Linked DNA regions of Mus musculus: regions 2 and 3 are each linked to region 1. The links are chromatin contacts, called in public Hi-C maps. All regions are on one chromosome and are shown on one strand. Each heading gives the region's core, a stretch centred on a gene start, on an enhancer-like site or on the middle of the called end of the contact. The rest is flanking DNA. Distances are from core to core; before and after follow the strand shown.

Region 1 (2,700 bases), core at 136-2,635:
TATTCTGTTGCTTCCAGTCTTCCTGGCAGCCTTAAGTGTATTGTTACTCTCTTCAAAAAAAAGAAAAATACCATGTAAAATGTTACCAGCTTTCTATACACATAATAAAATCAATCTTTTGCTACAAGTCTGTTAAATGAAATAGCATGTCCCCAGGAAACACAAGAAGTGTCAGTGTCTGAAAAAAAATATATATATGTATATATATGAATAAAAGTAAAAAAAAGAAAAACCCAAAGGTCAGAATAAAATACAAAGCAGCTCCTGTAAAACTAAGAATAGATATGAATACTTGCATGCATTCTATATAGCATGTGTCCTCAAAATGCCCCACCAGAATGCATGCTGGAGTTCCGATCTGTGGCGTCTTTTAGGCGTTTGCGAAGCCTTCCTGATTCCCAAGATATAGACATTGCACCCATTGACAAGAAATAGACCTTTTGAATTGAGCTGATAAGTTGAAGTGAATATGGCCTTGGATTTCTACTAAAGAATAGGTTATTTATGAGGGATCTATCACCCCAAAGCCTGGTGGCTAAGAGCAAGCAACTAATAAACAGATATAGCCACTATTTTCCCTTTTATGTGGCAAAGGCTTTATCAACAGATCATATTTAAATAAATTGTGCAAACTAAATTCCCAGTTAAAGAACAAACATCTTCCCATGTCTAATGTGATGGACACGAGGCTGATTTGAAGCCACATGCCATCCAGGAAGAAGGGAGCCCCCTGGCATAGCCAGGACTGAAATCCATCAAAGTTCAGATTTGACTGTCTCCTTGAAAGCTGGACGTGGCGATTCGGCAATCTGCGATTTATTTAATTTTAATTAAATTTTGTTTCACATCCTGTTTTGCAAGTCAGCAAGATGGGTTTTGTTTGCCAAGAGGGGGAAATGACACAGAAGGAGAAACTCGCTGTCCAGGGCGGATCAGAGGTGTGAGGCTGGCGTTAGCGAGGCTGAAGCCTTTCTCGGGAACACAGGACTTTGTCTGCAGAGCCTGTCTGGCCCTCAGTATCGCAGCGCCGCTGTCTCCTCACTGAAGGGCCTATTTGTCTGCTTTAAGTGAGATCACTCAATTCTCAAAAGTCAGTGGAGGGCTGTGGAAGGGGGAGGGTTCGGATAGGCTACTCCAAATAAGTTCCATTAATCAAAAGACACAGTGTAATGTAACTAATATTTTACAATTAGGGAAGCCAAGATGCGACTAAAAGCCATCTATCTCTCTTATACCACATGATCATCGATTCATAATCGGAGACTGAGAGTTGCACAAAGATGCATTTACCCGGTGGGGGGAGCCGGGGGGAGGGCCGGCCTGAGCCGAGATAATGAACGTGGTGAGGGCTCACGGCGCTGAAGGCTGAGAAGAGATGACAGAGAGGCTCAATGCTGACGGATGACATGAAGACACTAGCAGATACCTGACAGCCCGCGGGAGCCTCTGCGCTCTTCCCCCCGCATTATGGTCCTCAATTATCCTGGTAAGGGACTAAGGGGGGCACGAGGAGGCCGGCTGAGCCCGTGGTCATCAGCTCTGGGCTGACTTACCACGCTGCCACTATGCGAGGGGAGCAATCCTGCGAACACCACTCTGAGGGGCTATAGCTTCCTTTACCAAGGCTTTCGGGCACATGGGGGGGGGGGACAACGGGGATGCCCAGTTCGCCATCTGTTTTGTAATAAAATTCCCAACTCTTCAAAGAGGCTCATTTTTTTCCTTTACTGCCACCTTCAGGGAAAAGGAAGAGTTGGTCCCCCCCCCAAAAAAAGAAAAGAAAAGAAAAAAGAAAGAAAGAAAGAAAAAGAAAAAGTGAAGAGTGGATTCCTGGGCATTGGGGGGTGGGGGGAGGCTGGTCTCTGTGAAATGAGTCCCTTAGGGACAGCTCAGACTCCTGAAGTGATCTTCTCAGAGCTCCCCCAGTGAATAACGTGGGGTGTGCCTGCCTTAGTCGGGATCTAATTGCAGGAGCTAAGAAACCGGAGTGTGCCGGGGAAGCAGGGGGGGGTGTGTGAGCTCAGAACCCCTCAGTGAGCAGAGGCTTGGGGGACAGTAATCACAGCAAAAAGCACAAACTTTCCCTGGCTTCTGCCTCAGCGCATGCGCGGCCACCTGCTGGGGGGGCCCCTGCGTTCCCACATAGGTTCAGATCCTGCCCCTTAGTTTCTTTGTAAAGACGCAGTTGGCCTCCTCGTGGAGAGAGTCCTCAGAACAAAGGAGAGTGGTGCTCCAGGAGCCGCAGAAACTTGGCATCTTAGAAAGAATGTTGAGGTGGCAGGGCAGGTGGCACGGTAGACGGGGATCCAGGCCTCAGGGAAGGCCAAGAGCCACAGTGGCGGCCCCACCGGGCACAGCGTCCAGCAACTTTTGCTGCCCTGGCGCAGGGCGCTATTTCTTTAAAATACAATACCACAGTGATGTATTTATGTAATAAAAATAAATCCATATTGAAGCTGGAGATCTGAGGAGCCATTTCTACAGCGTTTGTGGGACCGGGGGGCGGGGTGGTTGGTTTGGTTTGGTTTGGTTTTCAATCATTACGTGGCTAACAAATGTATCACTTCCCTGCCTGTCTCTTCCCTCTTTCCTGTCTATTTCAGAGTGCTCCCCATGCCCAGTCTGAAAAGAGACAGGCTGCAGAAAATGCCAGAATTCTGTGTGTATGAGCCTATACAATCTCACTCGGGACATACACTA
Region 2 (2,700 bases), core at 2-2,501, 1.0 Mb before region 1:
GAGCGGAAGGGCTGGAGAGGTAGGCAGCAGGGTTCTACAGAATAGGACCATGACTAAAGGTTCTGTTTCCTCTTAAGCTAGTATTTAAGAGAGGCGATCAGCAGAGCTGGCGCCACGAGGCCAGCAGGGTGGATGTTAAACTGGACCCCAGTCCTCTAATGCACTGCGTGGGTGAAGAACCTCAGAGACAGAGTGCCCTGGGAAGGTCCCTGTGTCTCTCTTGTGGCTTCACTATGGAGGAAAGGCTGGCTGGGCATGTTCACATGACTGCTCACTGTGTCCAAAGTTACTCCAGGAACACAACTATCTTGGAAACATCCTGTCCAACTAAATGGTCAAAGCCAGGTCATGGGGTTGGAGAAGCATCAAGCTGAGGGAATGTGTAGTTGATCCTGTTTCTCTGATGCATATTTATGAATTACATATACATGCTTGGCAAAGGAGGAATTGTTGAAGTTGCATAATACATTCATACTTTACATATGTACTCATGGTCCATCCTCTATATTAGCATGTAAAAAGTCTTGTGCTGAGGGTTGATTATGCAAGGCCATACTGCCTCCTCTCTAAGGGATTGTTAGGAGCCATCCTGAGTCAGCAGCATCTTGGTCTGGCTCCTGACTTTGTGTGAGTCAATTCTAATGTTACTCTGATGAGGCCTGGCTTCAGCTGTGGGAACAGAGGAGCGGAACACAGGGAGGGGAGGACTCTGTCCCAGGGGATGGAGCCCAGGCTGATGCTGCAGGCCCTAGCCCAGCCTCCTCTTCATGAGCTCTCTCATTACTATCCTGTCTCTGCATTAGGCTCATTGAGGAGGGCTGCTCTGGCTCTCTCTTCTTGGAAGTCTTGGTTCATACAGCTCAGAGCAGTATCTCTTGTCTCTGCCCAGATGAACCTGTGTCAGCGGGAACATGTGGAGCTAACCCAGGCTTCCTACCCTTGGGGCATTGCACTTGCCCTGGTTTGTACCTGTTGTGCATTCTGCCAGGAATAACCACATCTGTCACAGCACATGTGTGTGTGTGTGTGTGTGTGTGTGTGTGTGTGTTGGCATGGCAAATGATGTTGACATGTTTGCTCATCCTCCTTCCCCATCAGGCTGGAGGCAGCGGCTGCCCACAGAACAATAGCCCCGCAGGAGGGACATTTCATACACACACGCTGTGGTCAGAGTTAGGTGGATATGGACTGTGGAAGAGAATATCTACTCAGTTGGCTGGAAGCTGAACTTGATAATCAACATCAAGAGGGAATTGGCTCTTTTAAGACAAATGCTTCCAGATGCCAGGATCACTGGGTACTTCTACCCAGATGGGTCTGGGTGGAAGCCAGCAAGTCCTAGCAGTTGATAAATCCAGAAAGGTTGTTAATCAGGAACTAGCTAGCCAAGGCAGATTCCTGGAAGGTCAAGTGTATGCAAGGGTGATTTGACAGTGTATCGAGGATGCCAGGACCCCCTGGAATTAGGGATTTGTCACCATCTCCCCTGTGATTGTGCAGCTCAGGGCACCGTGCTTTCAGTTGAAGCCAGTGGGAACCTATATGCAGATATGGTACAGCCATGTGGGGGTGGGAAAGCCTCTGACAGAATCAGACGTTCTGTGGAGATTGTAACGGACTGCCTGCTTCCTGGTCGCTGGGAAGCGTTTATGGCCAGACACTGTGTTGACATGTCAGCTTCCAGCTCCAGCTGGAAGCATTTGAGGTAAATGAAAAGCAGGGAAAGTAGGTGGAATTGAACCTCTGGGAACCTTGAAGGGGACTTTTTGCTTGGAGTGTGATTTGGGACCCTTGAATATTTTATGCATTTAGGCAGAGGATCACATGCTGTATGGTGCTCTTCCACATCCTAGCATCAGAAGGGAATGGGCCATAAACCAATGTCCCAGTTCTTCAGGCCAGCCATAATCAATCTCGTGTGCTTCAAATCCAGAACAGTTGCCTAGTTTGAAGTGGTGAGACTCAGCCATCATTTAAATGGCCATAGTATATCCCTGCAAGCATTCCCTGTTTTTTCCTTACTCATAAGAGTTCCTTACCCACACAACAGCCAATGTGAATGGCAAATATAAGAAAGAGGGACCAATACCCTTGCTTGTGCCTTTCCAGTGACTTCCCATGGACATCAGGCCCAAACTCAAGTTCCTTAGCATCATGTGTCCTCTGTGAAGATGCTTTGCCCTCTTCTCTGGCCTCATCTACTGGGCATTGCAGCAACAGTGGGATCCTGGCTCCTCACACTGGTCAATTTGCTTCCTGCTAAGGATATTTATACTCATCCTGATTTCTGTCTAGAATGTTCTTCTCAGCATTAAGCTACCTTTTAAGATTCAACCAATAGCTCAAAATACTACCTATTGGAAGAGATCATTCAAAAAAAGCATATCTTGTCGCTTTCCTTGTCTTTGCCTTAATTCGGAAAGGCTACAGATAATTTTCTTAAATTATTGAATTGCAGTTTTAACTTGTCATTTATGTGACATTTATTAGTCTACAGACTACTGCTGTGCACAGTTGTTCAGTGTCATAGTGCCAGAACATAGATTCTTATCCTAAGTTAGCTATCACTATCAATGGAAACTAGATCGATAGATGAACAGGTGGGTGGATGAACAGGTGAACATGTGAGTAGACAGATAAATGAATAGATAGAGGTGAAGATGGCTGGCTGACTAAGAAGAGAAATGTGTGGCTGGATGG
Region 3 (2,700 bases), core at 153-2,652, 1.2 Mb before region 1:
GAACAGTAAGTATTTTAATAATAAATATACAAACACATTCACACCAACCTAATTTAAGAATACTCTTCTATAAGAGGAGTGAGATGCAGTTATCTGGCAGGAATGTTTTGTGTGACTGGGTTTAGGACATTAACTAGAGTGCTTGCCTGCTGGTATCGTGTTGCACTGTATACACTTGGGATAAGCTGACGCTGGGTGTGTACAGAAATCTTGTGAGGAAATTCATTTTAGTGTTTTCTGGGTTTGCATTCAGCTTTTAGTTCTGTCTAGGTCAGAAAATTTTTATAATTTTTGATCTCTTTTTTATTTATTTATTTATTTTTTTGAGCTCAGTGTTCCTCTGCACCAGGAAATGATGTATGTAATACTTCGAAGAAAGGCTCTGCAAACGTGCAATTCGAACGCTAGTCTCCCACCTCTGTGATGGCTGCCTCCTGACCGATGCCAAAGCTTTCTTTATTTGCGGCTAAAATAGCTAAATGCTCCAGAAAGTCCTGAGCACGTAAAACTGGCTGCTCACGGGATCCCCAGGCGGCATCTCAGCAAATTTCCCCAAAGCCCGGATTCTCTCTCCTTCACCCAACTTCCCTGCTTGTCACAGCCGAGAACAGGCAGGAGTTTGGGTTGTTACAGAGACCAGGATGGCATGGATGAGGACCCTGGGGGTCCCCTGGAGAAGGCCAGGCCATCCTAGAAGGCTCTTCTGGGATCTAGTAGTGCCCAGCTGCCCCTGTTCGTGGGGAGGGTGGGTTGGGATGCCTCAGAGGCAGACCTGAAGGGAGGGTCAACTTGGCCTGGCTTAGCTGTGGACCAAAAGGATTTCAAAGCAAGCAGAGCCATTGCAAGGGTTCAAGGAACCCCAAAACAAGGAGCAAGAGTGTCTATAAAACTCATACTCACACAGGACTCAGAAATGGCAGGTGGGTAGAACAGGATTATTTGAGGAATTTTCAGGCAGCTTAATGGCATCATAAAGAAAGAAACTTCTTGCTTGCCAAAGCTGTCCTTATTCCCCACCCCCCCAACATCCTACACCCTTTCTAAGTCAGCCTATGGTATGAAGGTTTTGGCATAAAGATGGGTGTCCACAGGTAAAAGGGGGTCAGGGCAACAAAATATCTTTTTGTCTCTTTTTTAATGCAGTCATATTCCCTTAAACATAGCTTGAACAAATCAGCTCTCAAAACATGGAATTTATTTCTCAGCTTTGCCTGGAGGTACCAGGCAAGATCAGATTTTTCCCCCCTTCTCTCGCTGGCCCTTGGAGTCTTGACCATGCAGAATGGATGGCTTTAGAACTGTACACGGACAGGAAAATCAATGCGTCATACCAGGAGGCTTCAGGGGTTAGGTTCCCATGTCCATGTCAACAAGGCTATTGGCTTTCTTTTTTTTTTTTTTTTTTTTTTAACGGCCCAAAGTTATCACTTCCCGACTGCTACAGCCACCGCTCTGACTTGTGTGGTCAAACCTTAACAAAAGAATTTCCCTTTGCCTACCACTCTGTGGCAGGGAATTTAATTACTAGGCAGAGAATTTTCCCAAGGACAGTGATCTAAAGGAAACAGGCAGGTTCCAAAACGCGGCCATTCCTGGGGAAGGGGGTCAGGATGAACGTGTTTGATAGGGGATCTACAGGGGTTAGACCACCACATTTGTAGCAGTCCTTGGCTCTCCAATGAATCTCTGCTACTTCTCTGTGCTCTGGGGAGGCAGCTTGTTGCTAAAGAGGAAAGCCTTGGGGGGGGGATTCCCCCCCCCCAGTGGACAACATCTGTCTAGCTATCCCTCAGCTCAGCTCTGTTAAGGAGACTTCAATTTGTCCATAGAATTAGCACATTAAGTAAGCTCAAAGCCTATGTCTGCTATTAGGTTTAAAAGGAGAATATCTAGAGATGAGGGTTTGGCTAAATCTCTGGTTTACTGAGATAGGGGACTCCCCCCCCCCTTACCCCCTCCCTGCCCCAGAGCTCCAACATCAGCTTCAGAGGAAGTCCAGGCTTTTCCCCAGATTGGCTCAGCTAGTTTGCCTCCTCATGGGAGGCCACACCCTCTCCTGGACACCCAGCCAGGCTGACCCTTTTGATCTGGTTTTCTTCACAACACCCCCCCTGTCCCCCCACCCCCCCAACCCCCTGCTTGCTTTTTCCCTGGGCTGTCCTGTCGGCTGTGACACAGTGCTAACACCCTGGTGCTGGAGGCCACAGTGAGCATTGCTCACCCACAGCAGGCGGATGAAAAGGCAGTGCAGACGTAATTTGTTTTCAATGGCTGTTTCAAAAGAATAATTGTGGTGACATCGCGGGATCAATATTATGGATTTTTGTTTTCAAGTACACTGTATGTGTGGTGCTAAGGGGAGGCAGGAAATACAGCATTGCAGCCTGAATACAATAAAAATGGATTGAGGTCTGCGGGTATTTGTCGGCTGCTAGCCATCACTGGCTTGGAGCATCATTGGTGGGATTACTGCGTTTGTCCTTTGGGGTGGTGTTTCACGGGGAGTGTGTGTGTGTGTGTGTGTTTCCTGTATATTTCCTGTCCTTTTTCATCCTTGGCGTCCTGGGAAGGAGAACCTGCTTTTTCAATCTGGGTAAAGTAATTGGAGACAAGGCTCCATAGCTTGGACTTGGCTTTGCTTGCTAACAAGTGCGAGTGGCCAGGGGAGGCACACTACCTATGCTGGACCAGAGATGCTGT

Evidence for each region. A called contact is a pair of places that touch in the nucleus more often than the background predicts.
Region 2: a contact with region 1 is called in a Hi-C map of muscle stem cells, with 2.7 times the contacts expected there. The contact joins two enhancer-like sites. A contact is called at or near these places in 8 of 484 Hi-C or Micro-C datasets (adipose-derived mesenchymal stem cells, embryonic stem cells, muscle stem cells and 3 more) and 2 of 115 datasets of contacts at active chromatin or transcription factors (astrocytes and double positive thymocytes).
Region 3: a contact with region 1 is called in a Hi-C map of muscle stem cells, with 4 times the contacts expected there. The contact joins two enhancer-like sites. A contact is called at or near these places in 3 of 484 Hi-C or Micro-C datasets (cochlea, muscle stem cells and uterus), 2 of 115 datasets of contacts at active chromatin or transcription factors (astrocytes and differentiating embryonic stem cells) and 2 of 9 other capture datasets (embryonic tail and embryonic trunk).

The regions. Positions count from the first base shown.
Region 1 is chr7:37,341,801-37,344,500 of GRCm38.p6, forward strand. It overlaps a transcript of Zfp536 not described here. Among named protein-coding and RNA genes, the nearest start is that of Gm30483, 15 kb to the left of the region's middle. Within about 2 kb of position 1,386, at least 28 of the 459 cell types and tissues checked have an H3K27ac peak or open chromatin away from gene starts, as enhancers often do. A contact at or near this core is called in muscle stem cells, where this site is marked.
Region 2 is chr7:36,309,715-36,312,414 of GRCm38.p6, forward strand. No RefSeq gene overlaps it. Among named protein-coding and RNA genes, the nearest start is that of Gm46016, 140 kb to the left of the region's middle. Within about 2 kb of position 1,252, at least 17 of the 459 cell types and tissues checked have an H3K27ac peak or open chromatin away from gene starts, as enhancers often do. A contact at or near this core is called in muscle stem cells, where this site is marked.
Region 3 is chr7:36,134,614-36,137,313 of GRCm38.p6, forward strand. No RefSeq gene overlaps it. Among named protein-coding and RNA genes, the nearest start is that of Gm36340, 18 kb to the right of the region's middle. Within about 2 kb of position 1,403, at least 5 of the 459 cell types and tissues checked have an H3K27ac peak or open chromatin away from gene starts, as enhancers often do. A contact at or near this core is called in muscle stem cells, where this site is marked.